Regions from separate parts of the Ovis aries genome. Here region 1 is linked to region 2. Evidence: chromatin contacts called from public Hi-C data. All regions are on one chromosome and are shown on one strand. Each heading gives the region's core, a stretch centred on a gene start, on an enhancer-like site or on the middle of the called end of the contact. The rest is flanking DNA. Distances are from core to core; before and after follow the strand shown. Region 1 holds the start of P2RX1 (purinergic receptor P2X 1). Region 2 overlaps ITGAE (integrin subunit alpha E).

Region 1 (4,945 bases), core at 2,111-4,610, 150 kb before region 2:
GGAAAATCCCATGGACAGAGGAGTGTCTGGCTGCAGTCCATGGGATCACAAAGAGCCGGACACGACCCAGCTACTGAACGACAACAACAAATTTACACCCTAATGCAGTTTGATTTAGAAGAAAGAGTGGGGGCCAGAGGGGGCGGTGGGTATGTGGCTGCTGTGGGTGTAGCATCTTCAGCATCAGCAGGAGGTGGACCTCTGGGTGTGTGCCTGCTAAGCGTGCAGTGCAAGGGCCCAGGCCAGCCCCAAATCGCCCCACGTTCCAGTGGCAGGAAGAGGCTGAGGGCCAAGGGGGAATGACCCCCAAGCATGGAGGAGAACCAGGGGGCTGTGATGCCCCAGACACTCAGGCAGGGGGGCTCCAGCCAGATCATGGCCCATAGTTGGGAACAGAAGAGGCCAGAGAAGCCATGCAAGGTCCAGGCAGTGGGGAGATGCCAGCCTGGGGACCCCTGCTGTGGCCTCCGCATGGATGCCTGCTCTCCCTTCATGTCCCCCAGACAGTCCAGACAGACCAGCCCAGGGCCCTGTTCCAGCCGGTGTCTGAGAGGCTGAGGTACCAGGTGAGTCCCTGGGACACTGAGGCTGGCCCAGATGGTCTGGGGAGCTTCGGCTGAACTCCTCTTCGGGCGGTGGTGTGGCCTCTGCAACCTTGGGACGCTGAATGGCCAAGAAGAGTCTTTGGAGACTTTGCGACCCCCTTGAGGGCCTGGGCTGGCCTCCAGGACAGGCACACAGGCCCCTCCATGCTCACAGAGCCGCTAAATTTAGCCAGGCAGGCGAGGCTATCCTGGGGCCGAGCGCTTGGCAGCAATGCCTTCTCTCCCTACAAGGCCCGGCCCAGTGCCCGAGCCGGCCATTCGGCCTTTGGGCTTATAAGGCAGGTCTGGCGGCTCTCGAGGGCTGGAGTCTTGGGGTGGGCTCTGGGCCAAGATCTCAGACTTTGGGGAACCTCCTTCCTGGCCACCAGCAGACATGGGAGCTAGTCGCTGTGTGACAGTGGCACTCAACTTCCAGAGCCTCTGTGGCCTTACCTGTAAAATGGTGATTCTCCAACTAAGGCTGCTATAAAGAAAAGCCCACAGCATTCCAGGCTTCCCTCACGCCCCAAGATGTCTAGAACAAACACGGATATCTGTCCCTGGGGATGCTGAAGCTGGGGCTAAGGTTAGGAAAGCACAGCCCATGGAAAGATGCATTTTAGAACCGGTGAAGGGATGTTGACTCTATCAGCTGCCTGTCTTACTCTGCAGAGTTATTTGCAAGGAAAGGAATTTGGGGAAAGAAATAGAACTTCTTTTATTTCTTTTTGTTTGGGGGGTTATGATAACATCCCCAAATGAGACCGTTCTCCAGGTGTCCTGTTTTCTGAGGGTCAGGGTCAGAACCAAGACTGTAACAGGAGCTCATGTGTGTGCTCCAGGCAAGCCGGTTTGTCCCTGGGTCCATCTGTCTGTCAGCAAGCCTGGCTCCTTCTGGGAGAAAGAGATGGAGGAGGAGGGGGCAGACATGTGAGGGTGTGAAAGGCACAGACGCAGATGGGAGAACTTCTGCCTGACTTCCCTTCCTCCCTCCCTTCCTCCATCCCTCATCCTTTCCTCCTTCCTTTCTCATCTTCCTCTCTGCTCCCTTCCTTTCCCCCACCACACCCCCTCATCCAGTCCCAGCAACCCTCCTGAAATGGTTCAGACTCAGTGTCAGCATCCAGCACCCCACCTCCCATCGCAAGCAATTCATGTCCAGGGCCTGCTAGTCCAAGGGCCATGAGGTCAGCTGGGAAGAGGACAGATCCTTTTGTCTGAGGTCAAGATCAAGCCAAAGGGATGTGGCTACCACAGCTCTGCCTCCCAGCATCTCTGGATTTTCCTAGAAAAGCCCAGGAAGTGGACTCGCCAGGCCCTCTTGCAGGTAGCATCACTGGACAAGAGTTGAGCCTGAGACTGGTGGGTGCTCTGCACAAGATAAGTCTATTTAATGGGGGTGATTGGCCTGGTTGGGGGGCCAGCTGGAAGGAGCTGCAGGCTTGCCCTCTGGGTGGGGGGTCCCTTGCTGTCCAGAAGGCCGCTCTACCCAGACAAGAGGCTGGGATTCCCAGCCCTGGGGCCTGGCTCCGGGCCCAGAGTGATTTCCCAGTTACAGCCCCGCCAGGAAGAAGACTCCTATCAGACTTCAGGGTGGGGCAGCTTGGACAGGGTAGGGGGAAGGGCTGAGGGAACCCTGAGAACACCCTGCCTGGGCTGAGGGAGGGCCGGGGAGACCTTCCTGCTTCAAGCGGGGGCTTTCTGTACCATGCAGGGTGAGCTTGGGCAATTCACTTCTCCTCTCTTAGCTCCGGTTTCCTCACCTACAGAATGAGGCGGAGCTGCGGGGAAGCTTCCAGCTCTGGTGTTCTGAGAGCTCACACAGGACTTGCCCCAACCCAGCCCAGCCCCCGGGGACCCCTGTGTTCAGAGCCTGGGCTGGGGGCGTGTGCAGGGACTGCAGAGGGGCTGCACCCCAAGCTCAAGAGCCGCCTCAGTTTCTTGGTCCTCAGTGTTGTCAGGACCCATCCCCGGGATTTCGACTTATGAAGAAAGCTCACTATCTCCCGGTTTCACAGAGGAGGAAGAAGGGAGGTGAGGCAAGGTGCCGGGCCCTTTAGCAGGCAGCAGAGCTGGGAGTGGGCACCGAGACAGTCTCACATCAAGCTTTCCAAGCTCAACTCGGGGAGCCCGTCCATGACATGTAATAGATGTGGCCCTTATCCTGTCTGGGTACCTGCACCCAGGTACCCAGAAATGCTGGTTTCAGGGTAGTGGAGGTGAATCCAGGACAGGAGCAGTGGGAGGTCGGAGATGCCAGCCCAGTGCTGAAGTTGACTGGGCACAGGCCAGGCTCAGATCCAGAGGGGCAGATGGATGGAAGGGGGTCTGGGAGGTCGGGGTGGGGGTCCTGCCTCGGGCTCAGCAAGTGTCAGGGAGCCAGCCAGGAAGCAGCCGTCTTTCCTCTCTGCCCTCCTGGCTGCAGAGCCCCAGGGCCTGCGTGCTCCACCTGGGGGCCAAGGGAGGGCAGGGAGGATGTTTGGATACGGGAGGAGTCCCTGGTGTGGGGAGGGCTTCTGCCAGAGGCCACTCCAGCCAGGCCCTGGCCTGAGCCCCCAGCTCTCTTCTGCCAGGTTTGTGGGGGGCTGATGGCTTTATCTTTGCCTTATGACGTGTGGCCCATGGTTTCCTGCCAACAACTTCTGTTTCCGGAGGCCCAGCCGGGCCGCCCAGGCCGAGTCAGGAGGGGCAATGGGGCTGGGCCTGGGTGGCCCCCCTCCAGCCCCGCCCCCATCTATCTTTGGGAATTTATTTGTCCACAGGCACGGCTGGCCCACAGTCCATCGCCTGCCAGGGGCCAAGAGCAGCTCTGACCACCCAAGGACGCTCCCATCCAACTCAAGTGTTGCCAACCGACCTCTGACTCCTGACCTCTGGGCCCACCTGTTCCGCCCTGCTCTTTGTGAGGGGCTGGGGAAGCCCTAGAAGCTTCACCTCTGTAGACGCTGTGAGTATTGACGCCTGGCTCACCCCTGGGGAGCCAGGGCTTTGCAAGGGGCTCGGTTCTCAGCCCCCAGCCTGGCCACCATGGCGCAGCGGATCCAGGATGAGCTGGCTGCCTTCTTCTTCGAGTACGACACCCCCCGGATGGTGCTTGTGCGCAACAAGAAGGTGGGCGTCGTCTTCCGCCTGATCCAGCTCGTGGTCCTGGTCTACGTCGTTGGGTAAGTGTGGACCCCCCTCCCTGCTGCCCCCCGTCACCAGACCCCAGCCAGGGCTTGTCCTCCAGGCTCTGCGATGCCTCCCATGAGCCCCAGAGAGCCCTTCTTTCTCTCGTGGCTCTCATCCCTCCTGACAAACCATTCTGGTGCCCTTCAGAAGGAATGGGAACCTGCTAACCTGCTGCCGAGACAGGGACGCAGGGATGAGGGGCAGCCCTGCTCCCAGTCATATGGCGACAAGAGGTTAAGCCGTTGGGCTCTGAGGAACTGACTCACAGCTAACGGTTCCCTCGAGCGGCTTCCCACAGAGCCCTTCCACCTCTGACCTCCCAATGCACTGCTGAGGGGTGGAAGCAGTGCCCCACCTTACAAGCCAGTGTGGGATAGACCCTGCTCCCATCTGCCTGCCTGAACTAGAGGCATCCTGGGTTGCTCTAGACTGAGCAGAGACACCTGCAGGTTCAGAACACTTGGTGCCTTAAAGGCGCCATGTCACACGAAGGTTGGAAGTCGGTTCTAGCCCTGGGGATGACAGCCCCTTTCTGGGCATCATGGGACCTATCCCACCCTCCCAGGGCTGCAGGGGCAGAAGTAGGCGGGACTCACCTATGGGCTGCTGTTCTGGGGTCCACACAAAGGCCATCTTCCTGGCTGTCTTAGCAGGTGCTTGTGTGATCACACGCGTGGTGTGTGGATGCGTGTGTGGCATACCCAGAGCTCTGCGTGGGGTGAGTGTGCCTTCATGTGTCTGGGCACCTGCTTATCGGGTGTGGCTGTGGGATGTGTCTCTGGGGCTGAGTGCCCTGGTGTGTGGGTAGGGGGGCGGTGAGCAGGGCAGGGGAGGTGCACTTACAGTGACCCCACAGAGGGCTCCCGGAGGCCCCAGGGCCACTGAAGGGGGTTCAGCCCCTGCTGGGGGATCTAGGGCACCAGTAACCCTGCCCTTCTGGTCTCCACATCCCCATTTTTGCTGTGAGACCAAACCAGGGCGGGCTGACCAGGAGCCAAATGGCGACCACATAGTCCTGGTCCCCCCAGGCCTTATCATCCAAAACAGTCTCACTTCGGCTCCATCCGGTCCCCGAAGCCTCAGAACCGAGCAGGTAGAGCACAGCCACAGAGACCTTTCAGCCTCAGCCTTCTGTCCACAAACCAATTTGATATCTGCAGTATCACTGAACTTGTGAGGGAAACGGACCC
Region 2 (4,558 bases), core at 1,473-3,972:
CAGGCTACATAAAGTGTCCAGGTTCAAAAAGGAAACTGTGGAAAGGAATTTACAAAATGAAGTCTGCTGACAGAAAAAGGGCTTTTCAGTTATAAATGATGTTCTCACATATAGTTTATTTTTAAAGAATATTTGTTGTTTAAACATGTCAGTTTCCACTTGGAAACAAAATTCTTGTTTAAATAGCTGATTGGAAACTTGTAAGAGCAGGAATCCCACCCTGCTGTGGGGACAGAGATTAAAAACAGAATCAGGGGCTTCTAGTTCCACGCCCTTTCCTTTGGGGGTGGTCAGTACCCCCGGCTTACTTAAACAGACTGTGCTGGCAGAGCAGGTCCGTGGCAGAGCTGAAGTTCAGCATAGTCTGATAGAAATGCTGGATCTGTTTCTTCATTCGCTTCAAGGCGGGGGTGTTATGTTTGGACTTGAAGGTCATCTGATTCAGGATCTTATCTGTGAGGTAATGTAGCCAGAGCACGTTGTTATAAGGGTGGTATTCACCCCAGCAGTTGTTGTTTTCTTTCCTCATCAGCCTGTAGATCTCAAACTGGTAGTCGCCTTGTCCTGTAAACAGGTCCTCGTCTCCAGAGATGTCACAGAAAACCACAATTCCATCCCGCTCCAAGCGGGACAGGGTGTAGTCGATGATGTTGACTTGCAGCCCTCGGGTGGGGATGGAGCTTGTCTTTCCATTGAGGGTATAATGGAGCTCTTTGAGGCTGGTCTTCTTTAAGAGCACGTTCCCCCAGTGCAAGTCTCGGTGCTCAAAGTGCAGTGAGGCCTCAGCCACGGCAAGGGAGGCGGTGATCTGGTGCAGAATACTCTTGGCAGTGGCAATGGAGGACAGCTTCTTTCTCATTTGCTCTAGGTCGATCCCTCCAAACTCAAATTCCAGCACGATGAAGAGCTGGTCTTCCCCGAAAAAGTCAGGCCGGTCGTTTGCAGACCCTTTGGTTGAGTGATAGTGATCCCAGGCTTGGAGGAGCAAGGGAGGGTAAGATCCTTGAACGCAGTGGACCGAGTTCAGGCCAATGAAGCCTTGTGTGCGGTTGCATGTCTCATCAGACAAGAGGCTCAGCTCTTTGGAGATGATGATTTCTGGCAGGATTTCCTCAAAAGTTTTCTGGTGAGCTCCATTGACTAAGTCCTGTCCTTCGATAGCAATGATTTTTAGGGCTACAGGTGTGTGGTTAGCAACTGTTTGAAACACCTCACCAAACACCCCTTCTCCAATCTTCTCACAGCATTCCAGTTTTTCTTCGGAGAGGTAGTCGCCGAAGGGGATGGGACCCACCTGATTGCATTCTCCATAAAGCTTTTCTGCATCAGATGTCTTTTTGTCTGTGACCTGCTGTGTCTTTAAGGGGGTTAGCAAATACATAGAGGAAGAGTGCCGGGGGGACAGAGCACAGCTTGTTCTGTTCTGAACAGGGTGGTGTGAATATTCTGATACGAGGGACTCAGACAGAGAACTGCCCAGGGTGATGCAGCTGCACACTTCAGACACAGCTGTCACGATCTTCTTCTTGTGGAAACTGAAGGAGGCTCTGGTTTTGGTCCAAGAGCAGGCATTCTGTAAACGAGTCAGGTCCTGGGTGACACATGAACCGTCTTCCATCTTTTGGCCTTTTGTAACCTGGCAGTGATGGAGGAGGGAGGTTTCTGCTGTCCCTTGATGCTTCCTTTTTCGGCTTAGCCTGGTTCTCTCAGGCCAGTTGTTTTTCCCAGGTGCGATTCCAGCCTTGCACCCACGGGCCTCCTCGTATTCTATATGGACAGACCCTTGAGACTCAATCTCTCGACAAGAGTCCTGGTCGGTGGCCCTCTTCTTACCCCTGCCTGATAAACCTGGGCTCTCCTGCCTCCTCCCCACCAGTTCCCTGTCATGGCAGAACTCCTGCAAATTCTTCCCATCTGTCCTAAGCTCGGAATCCTCAGGATTTCCTGAGTCCAAAAAGCTAAAGAGAGCTGACCTGAGGCTGGCCTGGGCTTGGTGGGCCAACTTGGTGAGCCTGCCTCCTCCTGTCGCTGCGTCCTGGGAACAGGGGAGGGGTGCCTGGTCCAGGGAGGCTTCTGGGAGGTGGAAGTTGCTCGGAGCTTCTGAGGCTGCATCCAGAAAGGTGGAAGGGTCGGTACAGATGCTGTCTTCTGCCGCAGGGAACCCGGGGCCGGGAGAGGCCAGAGAGCTGAACAGGGAGGCACTGGTGCCCAGCTCGCCGCCGTCCCTGGGCTGGCCGCACACACTGAGGTCCGGGCTCAGGCAGCCCGGGTTGCCGTTGGGAAAGGACGGCGGTCCTAGCGGGCCGCAGGGGGTGCTGCACTTCTGCGGGCACCGCGATCGCAGCCTCAGGCGTCTCGGAGTCGCGATCTGACTCGGCCGGCCCTTGGCGAGTCGGGCGCCAGCGCGCTTCCGCTGCGGACCCACCGGGCTGCCGGGGAAGTCGGGGTCGTCAGGATCGTCGGAGACGACAGACTGCGAGGGGCCGCCACTGCTGGCGTCACTGCTACTGCTGCTGAAGAAACGCTTCCGGTCCTGCGGCGGGAACCACTGTACGGCTGCCAGGCCCGGCCGCCGCCGCGGCCTCCCGCCGCCGGCTGCCCCGTACGTTCGGAAGAGCCCACTCGCGGGTGGCGGGAGTGACGCCGCCATGGCCTGCACCCGCCAGGCAGTTCAAATGCTAACAGCACCGCGAGACTTCCTCGAGACGCGGACGCGCCTGCCCGCCGGGTCCTAGCGCCCGGCCGTCCGCGCAATCACGACGGATCTCGCGAGAAGTGGGAGGGGGCGGGTAACTCTGGCGGTTTGGCTTTTTCGTTGTGTTGTGGTGATGGCCTGGGGTGGTTGTCGTTTCAGGCCCACACCGTGTGCACTCAGGCTCACGAGCAAGTTTGTGGGAGCGATCTGGTTCAGGTGAGCGCAGTCATCCCAAAGACCGGAGGGAGGGGGTCATGGGGGAGAGAGGAGGGCCTGAAGCGGGTGCCGTGAGACGCCGGGATTGTACTTGCGAGGTTTCCCCTGAAAGCACAGCCCGAACGTTCCTGAGGCGCCCCTTAGCCTCTTCACCGGCTCACTTTTGCTAGGGTTGCGGCTTTGCTGGAACCAAATGAAGGCAGAAACTGCTCACACCCTTTATTCCTCGACCTTGAGGTTGTCTGTGTGCTAAGTGTTAAAATTCCCAGCTTTCCCACCCCATAAATAGATCGTGCTAATTAACACCCATCCTCTTTCAGCTTGTGGAAGAATGGCATTCAGTGAGCTGTAAGGTCACCTCGGATAAAGAAAATGTAACCGTGGCTGCAGAGCTCTCCTTGAATCAGCCAAAGCAGGTACTTAGGATTTGATTAATCCTCGTTTCTCGGGCATCTTCCCTGGAAACGATAATATTAATAGCATCTCCAAATATAACGTGCCCAAAGCAGGACTGTTGATCCATCTACTGCTCCAGCCTGTTGCTTCCTCACTCTCTCAGGGTAACTATCTAGGGTAACTTAGCAGTTGCTTGCGTGCTCAGGGGTGTCCGACTCTGCGTTCCGGCGGACTGCAGCCCACCAGGCTCCTCTGTCCATCGGATTATCCTGACAAGAATACTGGAGTGGGTTGCCATTTCCTCCTCCAGGGGATCTTCACGAACCAGGGATGGAACCCGCGTCTCCTGCTGCTCCAGCATTGGCAGGCGGATTCTTTACCTCTGAGCCATCTGGGATACCCTTACACTGCTGACTTACTAGGGATTCTAGGAATTCCTTGTGGCGACTCCTTTTCCTTAATTTTTCTTTTTTAAACATTTATTTATTTGGCTGCGCCAGGTCTTAGTTGTGGCTTGCAGGATCTAGTTCCCTGACCAGGGATCCAACCCATGTTCCCTGCATTGGGAGCTCTGAGTCTTAGCCACTGGACCACCAGAGAAATCCGATCCTTTTTCTTACATCCGCTTATCTGTTCCAGCAGCAACCTCGATCATTCTACCCACCCCCAGATATATTCTAAATCCATTCGCTTCTGTGTGTCTCCACTGCTGCTGCTGTTCAGGTCACCACCTCTTGCTGGATTCACTGCCGTAGCCTCATCTCTGCTTTTCTTGCCTGTGCTTTTGCCATGACCTTCACCGACATTCTTCATGGAACAGTTATTTTTAAAAAGCAAACACTATACCACTTATCTGCTTTAAAAAAAAAATCGTATACACTTAGACTAAAATTTGTCTTTTTTGGTGGTGTCCCAGGCATCCTATGATCTGGTTTCCGCTTTCTCCTCCATCTCCTAATACTTTCGTCTTCCCTGCTTCTTAGACTCTAGCTTGCAGATATTGTTCTAGCCACTGGACCTTTGTACTTGCTGTTCCTTCTGCATAAGACAGCTTTTCTTCTATATCTTCATGTGTGTGCTTTTTTCTTATGTGTAATTCACATGTTACCTTCTTAGCGAGACTTTCCCTGATCACTCATTTAAAAGTAGGAACTAAAGTCAAGTTTAACATCTTGTGATGATCCAGGTGAGAATGATGGGATGTGAGCTGAAGAAGTAGCAGTGAGAATGGAGGAAAAGGGGCAGGTGTTC

Evidence for each region. A called contact is a pair of places that touch in the nucleus more often than the background predicts.
Region 1: a contact with region 2 is called in a Hi-C map of liver, with 2.5 times the contacts expected there. The contact joins the promoter of P2RX1 here to the enhancer-like site in region 2. A contact is called at or near these places in 5 of 16 Hi-C or Micro-C datasets (hypothalamus, liver, retroperitoneal adipose tissue and 1 more).

Annotation. Positions count from the first base shown.
Region 1 is chr11:24,424,144-24,429,088 of ARS-UI_Ramb_v3.0, reverse strand. P2RX1 (purinergic receptor P2X 1) reads left to right here and starts at 3,360. Exons shown (of 11, transcript XM_060395333.1): 1 at 3,360-3,748. The coding sequence starts at 3,612.
Region 2 is chr11:24,276,590-24,281,147 of ARS-UI_Ramb_v3.0, reverse strand. ITGAE (integrin subunit alpha E) reads left to right here. Exons shown (of 30, transcript XM_060395331.1): 27 at 2,855-2,911; 28 at 3,232-3,327. Among named protein-coding and RNA genes, the nearest start is that of P2RX5, 14 kb to the right of the region's middle. Within about 2 kb of position 2,722, at least 35 of the 54 cell types and tissues checked have an H3K27ac peak or open chromatin away from gene starts, as enhancers often do. A contact at or near this core is called in hypothalamus, liver and tail adipose tissue, where this site is marked.